Regions from separate parts of the Mus musculus genome. Here region 1 is linked to region 2. Evidence: chromatin contacts called from public HiChIP or PLAC-seq data. All regions are on one chromosome and are shown on one strand. Each heading gives the region's core, a stretch centred on a gene start, on an enhancer-like site or on the middle of the called end of the contact. The rest is flanking DNA. Distances are from core to core; before and after follow the strand shown. Region 1 overlaps Gucd1 (guanylyl cyclase domain containing 1). Region 2 holds the start of Rsph14 (radial spoke head homolog 14 (Chlamydomonas)).

Evidence for each region. HiChIP or PLAC-seq counts read pairs in DNA pulled down with a chosen protein or histone mark.
Region 1: a FOXA1 HiChIP or PLAC-seq map of pancreatic cancer cells shows a contact between it and region 2. The contact joins the enhancer-like site here to the promoter of Rsph14 in region 2. A contact is called at or near these places in 4 of 39 promoter capture datasets (the C10 cell line, cranial neural crest and pre-B cells), 3 of 115 datasets of contacts at active chromatin or transcription factors (extraembryonic endoderm stem cells, large pre-B cells and pancreatic cancer cells) and 3 of 9 other capture datasets (adipose tissue, embryonic stem cells and liver).

Annotation. Positions count from the first base shown.
Region 1 is chr10:75,503,269-75,507,876 of GRCm38.p6, reverse strand. Gucd1 (guanylyl cyclase domain containing 1) reads left to right here. Exons shown (of 6, transcript NM_175133.2): 6 at 1-1,063. Among named protein-coding and RNA genes, the nearest start is that of Gucd1, 12 kb to the left of the region's middle. Within about 2 kb of position 2,531, at least 102 of the 459 cell types and tissues checked have an H3K27ac peak or open chromatin away from gene starts, as enhancers often do. A contact at or near this core is called in adipose tissue, liver and pancreatic cancer cells, where this site is marked.
Region 2 is chr10:75,031,201-75,035,779 of GRCm38.p6, reverse strand. It overlaps Rsph14 (radial spoke head homolog 14 (Chlamydomonas)), which reads left to right and starts at 3,227. Exons shown (of 7, transcript NM_001163535.1): 1 at 3,227-3,276; 2 at 4,422-4,579. The coding sequence starts at 4,468. Gm40692 (a long non-coding RNA gene) reads right to left here. Exons shown (of 4, transcript XR_003948909.1): 4 at 1,302-1,467.

The DNA of each region.
Region 1 (4,608 bases), core at 1,282-3,781, 470 kb before region 2:
TAGGCCAGTCCGAGTTCTTTCTTAACAAGATGGCTGTTCTGGCCTGGCCAGCAGTCTGCATGCTGAAGCTGCACCAAAGACAAGCGAATGGGTCATTTCTAAAGAGACCAGGGAGCCCACTCCTCATGGGCTCTCCGTGGTGAAGAACAAAGGGTACCCCAATGGCCTCTCACCATCACTGTCCTCCAGGGGCCTCGGACTTTTAGTACTCAAGGCATGATGTGGCAGTAGCTGCTTCCCCTACCACTAGCTGCCCCCTCATGGTCGTCTGGGGGACAGAGGTGGTCTGTGTTTACAAGGGCAGTCAAGTCCAGTCACCCATATTACTCATCAATGTTAGACGAAGCCTTGAGCTGAAGGAGGTGCTGTCGGCTAGGCCTCTACTCTGGGTTTCAGAGAGTAGTATTGGTTTCAGTCTGGTCTCATTTCCATTGCCTTAACGCTGGGTGGTCAGGGCCCCAAGGAACTCTGGATCTAAGCTCAGGAGTACACATAGCAGCTATGGGTATGGGTGTCCTCCTCTGGTGTAACTGTGAGACTAAGTGATAGGAAGAAGTAAAGCCTTCATAGCGAGTGGATGGGATGAGGTGTGGCACACATCCCCGGGAGTGCTCGTGGGAAGTGGCCTCCACAGAAGGTAGTCATCTTCATCCTCTAGGACATTTAAAACATGCTCAGTCCCTGGACCCAGATGATGGCTTCTCAGGGCAAGTCATAAGTTATCAGGTCCACTTGTCTGGAAGAATAACAAGAAAGCTGCTGCTTTCGAGATCACCCGCCAGAGGCGGGGCACGAGGCACACTGTGTTATACTGCATGAGCCATGAATTGGGCTAGAGGAAGCCTTGTCATCAGATACTGACCATAGCATGTGACACTCAGACTTCTCAGCTCCTGTGCATCCCAGTGTAGGCTCTGAGGCCACATGGAAACTCTAGATGGTTCTGATCACTCTAGCCACCGGAGGATGAAAGGGATCTTTTGCATAGCAGAGGATTTTATACACAAATATATTTTGTTTGTAATGAGCCATTCTCAATAAATATTCTCACCGTACAGTGGTAGCACCCTTTGTCTTGTCGTCATGAAAGCCCTATTAGCCTGCAGAGTTCCTGTCTCCCCAAATTGTTGGCTTGACTGCTTGGACCCAGGTCCTTGGAATGCTGTATCTAGTTTTAGCTGGGACTGGAATTTCATTTTCTGCCTTTGAGGCCTCAACCAGGCCTTGATGCTGGACAAGGCTAGGATAGACAGCACCTACACATTTCAGAACTCAGACCGGCTCTTGAAGAAGATGGGACACTTGGCTGAGTTGAGGGAGATAGTGTGTCTATAAGAAAAAAGCCAGGGGGTACAGTGGGGGACATGAACCTTTCTGTTTTCCTTTGCCCCAGCCTGCAGCCAGATAACAGGTCTCCTGGGCTTTTGACATAACACTCTGACACCTTCAGAGGAGGTGACTGATAGATACCCTCAGACAAAATTCAGTTTTTCCAGGCTGAGTGAGAGATTCATCAATCCATTTCCTTACAGAAGTTATAGGCAAGCTATCCATCCACCTACCCACCCCACCCCAGCCATTCTACCCCATCAGCAAAAGAAAAAAAAAAAAAAGAGAGACCTGGAACCTTCTTAGACTACCACACCTCATTGTCCTGTTGGATCCTTTATACAGCCTTCTTTATAGTTAGCACCTTTTGAGCAATGTTCAGACAACATTGTCCTGTACTGAAAGTGTCTAGCAAACTGCGAGTCACTCTCCCTGAGGGTCTGGCAATCCCAACACTTTTTTTTTTTTTTTTTTTTTTTTTTTTTTTTTTTTTTTGGTTTTTTTGAGACAGGGTTTCTCTGTATAGCCCTGGCTTTCCTGGAACTCACTTTGTAGACCAGGCTGGCCTCGAACTCAGAAATCTGCCTGCCTCTGCCTCCCTAGTGCTGGGATTAAAGGCGTGTACCACCACGCCCGGCTTCCAACACTTGTTAAAAAAGCTGTTAAGGCTCTGTAGTTGCTAATTTTGCTGATTGGGACATCGGACAGAGGGAAGCTAGAGGTGCCTCAGAACATGTGGGACTCACTGTGTCTGTGACACAGTGACCAGCTAGTCATCTGTCAAAGCTGGCTGTATACCTCTTAAAAAGATTTTTATTTTATGTATAGGATTCTGCTGGCACGTATGTCTACATCGGATTCGTGCCATACTCAAAAAGAGGCAGAAGAGGGCATCACACTTTGTTTTTTCTTCTTCTTCTTCTTTTTTTTTTTTCCTTCTTTCTTTAAGACAGGGTTTCTCTGTGTAGCCCTGGCTGTCCTGGAACTCACTCTGTAGACCAGGCTGGCCTCGAACTCAGAGATCTGCCTGCCTCTGCCTCCCGAGTGCTGGGATTAAAGGTGTGCGCCACCCTTGCCTGGCTCCTCAGACTTTCTAGAACAGGAGTTCCAGATGGTTGTGAGCCACCATAAGGGTTCTGGGAGCTGGCCTTGAATCCTCTGGAAGAGCAACTTATGCCCTTAACTCCTGAGCCAACTCTCCAGCCCTGGTTAATAATTAAAATGAAGTCCATAGCTGGTTATGGTGGCACATGCTGGTAGTCTCAGTACTGAGGCTGAGGCAAGAGGGTTGTGAGTTCAAAGGCCAGCCTTAAAAAGGATTCTTGAAAGCCTCGGTAGTAAAATGGAAGTGGGCCATTCACACATAGCTATTTGGGGCCGGGTGGTATCTAAGCTTTACATGGAAAAAAAAAAAAAGGGCAGCTAGCCTTTTTGGGGAGAACACAGCCATACTTAAAGGCATAGGCTCCAAGGAGGCCTTAACATAGTTTCTGCTGCTTTACAGATAGCTTGACTAAGCTGAAACTGTGCTGGTGTCCACCAGCTGTGGTTGTTTACTTAGAGGCTGCCACACCAAACAGAAAGTGGGTGAGTCACTGCCCTCTGGCAGAATCTGCCGATAATCTGGACATAGTATTCGACCTCATTGACTTCCTCTTCCCCTGAGTCTCAGGCTGTTGCCAGTGGCCCAGTTAGGTCTGCCACTTAGAAAAAACCTCAACTGGTATTTAAATTTATTTTTATTTTATCTTTAAAATTTTTAAAAAGTTTTTTTTATATGTATGGGTGTTTTGTCTACCGTGTATGTCTGTGCCCCATTTGTGTGCTTGCTGACTGGTGAATAGAAATGTCATGTTTCCTGAAACTGGAGTTAGAGATGGTTGTGAACAGCCATGTGGTTGCAGGGAATCGAACTCTGGTCCTCTGGAAGTGCAGCCAGTGTTCTTAACCACAGAGCCGTCTCTCCAGCACTCCCAACTGGCATTTACAGACACTTCTGTTTGGGTCTGTGAATTGGGCAATCTGTGGCTGTGATGGATAAATACAGAATGCCCATTCTAAGAACCCATTTTCCTTTGAACCAATTGGAATGAGGCTGTTGACCCAGTCAGCATGACCCAGATCCTATTTATCACTGTGTTGAACATGGCAATACATCCGTTTTGTGAGCTGAACGTACCAGGGATGACAGCCGCCAATCAGAGATGGCCACAGTAGGCCAGGCTTGTGATTAGCCAGTTCTCAAACAAGCAGAGAGTTCACCTTGTACAAAGCACAGCCCAAAACTTCTCCAATGTAGTCAGTTACTCTTGGCTCCCACTCAAAGGGTTCTGTTTTGTGGGATAGAGGATATAAAAGCACCAAGTAGAATGTCCACCTGAGATATATGATCCTTCCCATATGCAGAATCCATGGGAGGACTGGCCCTCTTCTTTTGGTGATGATGGAGATTACAAAGCAAAGAGGGTGTAGTCACGGTCTCTGACCACTATTGACACTTTTCCATATTATTGGATTCCAATTTGATCAGCCAGCTCTGGTGGAGCCACAAGGGCTACTGAACAGATTCGCCATCTAACTTTGGCTTTCTGAGCCATTTGTAGTCTGCCAGCAGTGACCTCTGTTGTCACAGAAGTCACCCAACAGTGGCTAACAACCACGGTACCCACACTTCCTACCACCTGTAAGCATCTGGCACTGTTGAATACTAGAGTGGCTTCCTCAAAAAATCAACCGAAAAATGTGTTTGACTTTCTCAACGTAGAACGGTTTACTGGAAATCCCGGGATCCTGTGATGTTGGCAGTCTAGATTGGGAGAGAGATATCAGACCTGGTCTTCTATCCATGCTTGGGGATCCTGGTTTCACAGGCATGTATTTAGCCATTCACACAGAATCTAACAACCTCGGTTCTTTAAAAGATTATCTTGCAAATAAGTCCCATAAACCTAGCTCTTCAGGGTGCCGGAATGTTCATGCTTTTTAATAGAGTGGATTTCCTTTCCTGAAATCTAGCCTGAAGATAGTCTCTGAAGGAAAGAACAGAAACACGGCAGGTTTAGCCTTTAAAATGTATGCACTTGCATTTTTGGTTACAATACTACAAAAGTGTGAATAGTGAGTACTTTTGAAATAGGAGAATGATCCAATAAGGGACTACACTAGCCACCTGTGAGATGCACAAGTTGTAGAAATAGCTTTGCAACCAACTTTTTATGATAAAGGGAAATGCTCATTATATCATGAAACAGTGGATGACAGCATTTTAGGCATGTGGAT
Region 2 (4,579 bases), core at 1,978-4,477:
GTGCAGGATCGGCAGGCAAGGCTTTTTATGGCTAAGGAGTGGGGATGGGGCAGGACTGGTAGACCCGTTTTTCTCCTGGAACAAAATGAGAAACAGGCCTATGTTGATTTGCCAGGGTGGGTTAGACACAGATGATGGTCGCCATGCTGACAGAGCTCCCCTGTAGTCTTTTTAAAAACTGCTTGTAGCAAGCCCTCGTGTAGTCTAGGCAGACCCCAAATTTTCCATGATAGTGGCTGTGAACTCCTGATCCTGTTGCCTCCTTCCCCCATGTGATAGAATAATGGGCGTGTACCATTTGCCTATGTCTTCCTGGACTTTAAGGACATGAGGTGGGGGTGGTAACTTTGGGACTCTGGGTGTTTATTTTATAGCAGCTACTGAAAGATTAGCTCCAAAAAGATCAATCCCCCATGCAGGGACAAAGAGCATTTCAGTGGAATCTTACGGCTGCCCTGGCTTTTCATCCCTTCTCAATCACCCATCAGATGTCTCTAGACTCCACTGAGTAGTCTTCATCAGAAGGAGCCTTCAGATCCCCGAGAAGGCATCTAAACACACATCACCATTGCCCAGATCTAGAGGTGTTCTCTACAGCAAAACACTGGCAAACTATTTTTTTTCTTGCCTCAAGTTTATTTGTAAAAAAAAAAAAAAAAAAAAAAAAAAAAAAAGCCCAAGACACTGGTCATCTGCAAATAGTGTGTAGGTAGGTGGGTGTGTCCCAGCAGTCCATCTGTCTTCACACTGGCAGGAGCCTTTTTCTATGGGGCCGTCTCAGGGGCCTGGGCCCCTCTGGGAGCCTGAGCTGGAGCTGAAGCTGGACCTTAGCTGGAGCTTTGGCCTCTGCCTTGTTTGAACCTCGGGCTTTGGTTGGCAGAGCCTATGCCCCTTGGCCATGTAGCTTCGAATCCACTTCCCAAGCTTGGGGTGAGCGATGAAAGGCAGACGGCTGACTCTGCGGCTGGGGCCCTTTGGCATCTTGGGCTTGATGGCCTGAGGCTTCACCAGGGCCTCGATGGCCTCTGCACGCGCACTCACTGCCTTTGCATTGTTGGCCTGCATCTTCTTCAGGCCTTTCTTGTTGTGCTTCTTGGCAAAGCACATGTTCCTTAGGAACTTGCAGTCAAATCCCTTAAAAGATTCGTATCTTTGTGACTGCTGGGGTTTCTTTCCTTTCCTTTCCTTTCCTTTCCTTTCCTTTTTTTTTTTCTTTTTTCTTTTCTTTTTTTTTTTTGTTGTTGTTGTTTTTCAAGACAGGGTTTCTCTGTGTAGCCCTGGCTGTCCTGGAACTCACTTTGTAGACCAGGCTGGCCTCGAACTCAGAAATCTGCCTGCGTCTGCCTCCCAAGTGCTGGGATTAAAGGTGTGTGCTTCTTGACGCCATTTCTGAGCCATTTTTGGGACTGGTTCTATGGTTCTTGGACCTGGCCATGTCTGCACGGTAACCTGCAGCGCTCGCGGCACCTGGGACCGGAAGAGAAAGAGAAACGCCAGCAGTGCAGCATGGGAAATAGGGCCGACACTGCTGGAAGGTCCAACTGATGGGAAACTATTATTCAGTCTGCCATATTTGAGCATCACTGTTGGCAGGATTTAGAGTTACCCTCAGGTGAACACCTCTGCGAGTGTCTGTAAGGATGTTTCCAGAGAGCTTTAACTGAGAAGTACTTACCCTGAATATAAGTTGAGCACCAGTTGGGCCCCAGCGTTCGCCTTTACCTGCGCCTAGTTCCATCGGGTTACCAGAAGGTGAAGTGTCAGATCTCAGAGTCACTTCTGCTGTCCTGCCTTGCTGCCATGATGGACCATACCCTCAATATGTGAGCTGAAATAAATCCTTCTCCCCTCAATTTGCCTTTTGTCTGGTTTTTCGTCATACTAACAAAAAAACTGTCTCATGTGCCCAATGGGTGACCTCTCTCCTAGTGACCTTTGACCCGACTAAGAACAAGGGAAACTACAATGCTTTGAATACTTGCTCCCCCGATGGTGGAAGCGTCAGACTGTGGGAGGGGCCAAGTCACTGAGGGGAAGTCCTTAGAAATAGCTATCCTCTCTCCTCTCCTCTCCTCTCCTCTCCTCTCCTCTCCATCCCTGGTTCATAGTTCATATTTTCCCACTGCCATAGTCTGCCAAGCACCGGTGGGTCAGACCTCCTGAAATTCCAAGCCAAACTAAAAGCTTTTCTCACGTAAGTTGCTTCTCCCAGGCATTCTCTCACGTCGAGGAAAGAGTAACTAATACATTTGGTAATGTGTGAATTGCAGAAAAAATGCTTTTAAATTGTAACTCTTAACTCAAGCCCATAAGTCATTCATTTTGCATTTATCAAACGCTTCTTGGCATATGCTTGGTACAGAGAGGCAGTAAATGAAACAGACACAGGCAAGGTCTTGCTATGTTAAGGGGGTTAGGCGGCTCTTACTGAGTTGTGTCTATGGGGGATGTCAGACAGATGTCTTGTTACATTCTGTGTGTGTTTGAGTTTGTGCAAGGTCTTAGGGTGTGTGTGTGTGCGCGTGCACGCATGTGCGCACATGCAGGTTTATGTAAAGTCTCCATATGGCGTATGTGTATATGTTAGGGAAGTTAGTCAGGGCTTGCTATATCATGTGTAGTACACTAGGCAGGGTTTTGGTATGTTGTATGTATATGGGAGGGGGGTTAGGTGGGGCCCTCCTATGTGTATGGAGAGTGTAATGGGGTCTTGCTATATTGTCTGTGTCTACCTCCCATGTAGCCGGTAATAAAGGCATGCACCACCACCCAGACTCGGTGAGGAGACAGTCTTTGGGGAGCCAAAGGAGATGTTAGGCAGGTGGTGTTGGGGGCCTAGAAAACCACTTCAGCCAGTATGTACTGGGTGGATCAGCTTGCAGAAATATGGGCCCTGACCGGGCAGTTCTGGGGTCAGGTCTACGTGACTCGGAGAGAGCAACTGAATTTCCTTGAGATTCTTAGCCTTGAACTGTATAAAGTTACTCCTTCACCCGGATGGCCCAAAGCATGCAAAGGTCACAGGAAATCTGTACCACTAAGGAGACTTGTCTTTGTTCTTCATAGTAACATTGTAAAATTATGTTGTTTTTCCCTTCTTCACTGGGCTTAGCCTTAGTCTTTTTGCGCCTGCGCCTTGGCTCCCCAGAGTATTGACCGAGAAGCTGCAGACGCTGGCAGTCTCCTAGCAACCAGGTCGCCTGGTAATGGGCCAAGCGCTCTGGCTGGCAGACACCAGGAGACTTCACGCACTGAGGCAAGTGAGGCAGCTGTGAGGTGGGTGCCTGGCACAGGGCATAGGGGGCTTCCTGACCCACCCAGTTCCATTCACACGGGGCTGGTGCCCTCACAGCCTGGGTCTCGCCTTTCCTGCTGGTAGCAGGATTCCTGTAGTGTGTGCCATTTATAGGAGGGCAGCCCATGTCCCAGAGACTAAGATCCCCTGGAGTGAACCCCATTTTAGAGATGGCTGTTACCTTCCCAGTCTGGGGCTTTTCCTCCTTGTCTTGGCTGGTGGCCTGCCTTGGTTTTTTGTTTTGTTTTCTTTTTTTTTTTTTTTTGTTGGTTTTTTTTTTTTTGTTGTTGTTGTTGTTGTTGTTGTTGTTTTTTAACTTCAGAGTTTGAGTCCTGCCAGGTTCTGCAATAGTGATCAGGATAATAACCACAATCAATATATTCTAAGTTCTGTCCAGCCAGGCTCATGGGTATCAGTTATATGGCTGTGCTGGAAGGGCAGAAAGGAAATACCTAACTCTTCAGCTGCAGAGATGATGCATATAGAAGAGGGAGTGACTTGTCAAGGATAGCCCGTGGACCTGGACTATATCCCAGTCTTAACCCTGAAGCCACATTGCCTATGGTTGTTCAAAGAGTGTATGTGTGGGGGACAAGAAATCCTTCTTTAACCCTTCTTGCAAAAGTGTTCTAAGCATGTCCCCAACAGGAAGGAACAGGGCATCTATTTGATAGTTTCTAGCTTTACCAACTCCCTAGCCAAAAATCTATTTCCTTACATGGACAGCTCTTTTTAAGCAGTTTAGTATCTATCTAACTGGCAGTCACAAATTATTGCTGTCACCAGCTAAGCAGGAGCATCAAAGGAGAACACATGTTGGTTTTTACTTGGCTGGCCTATCCCCCCCCCCCCCGCAACCCCCCCTCGTCTTTGGTACTGTGACTAAGGAACCAATCTACCAAGTATCCCAAGCATTTTCTTCTGTCATTGGGCCACACCCGTGCCGTGACCTTGAGAAATCTGGTCAGCCCCTGTTTGCTCATCAGTAAATCCAGATGAAAGTATCCACCCTGTTTGTCTTCACAGACAGTTTTGAGGCTGAGATGGATAAGCTTCTACCTGATAATAGTAATAATGACAGTTTTTCTTCTGTGTGTGTTTGTTGTTGTTGTTCTTTTATTAGCAGTTTCTACAGAGGTTCATTTTCAAAGCCCTTTGGCAGGTGTGAAAAGATGGCTCATGCCCGCATCTCCATGTATATGCCTCCTGACATCGACCCCACAAAAGCCGCCATTGCTTATGGCTGCCGGGCCTTGAGCAAGCTTAATGAGGAGCTACAGTCAA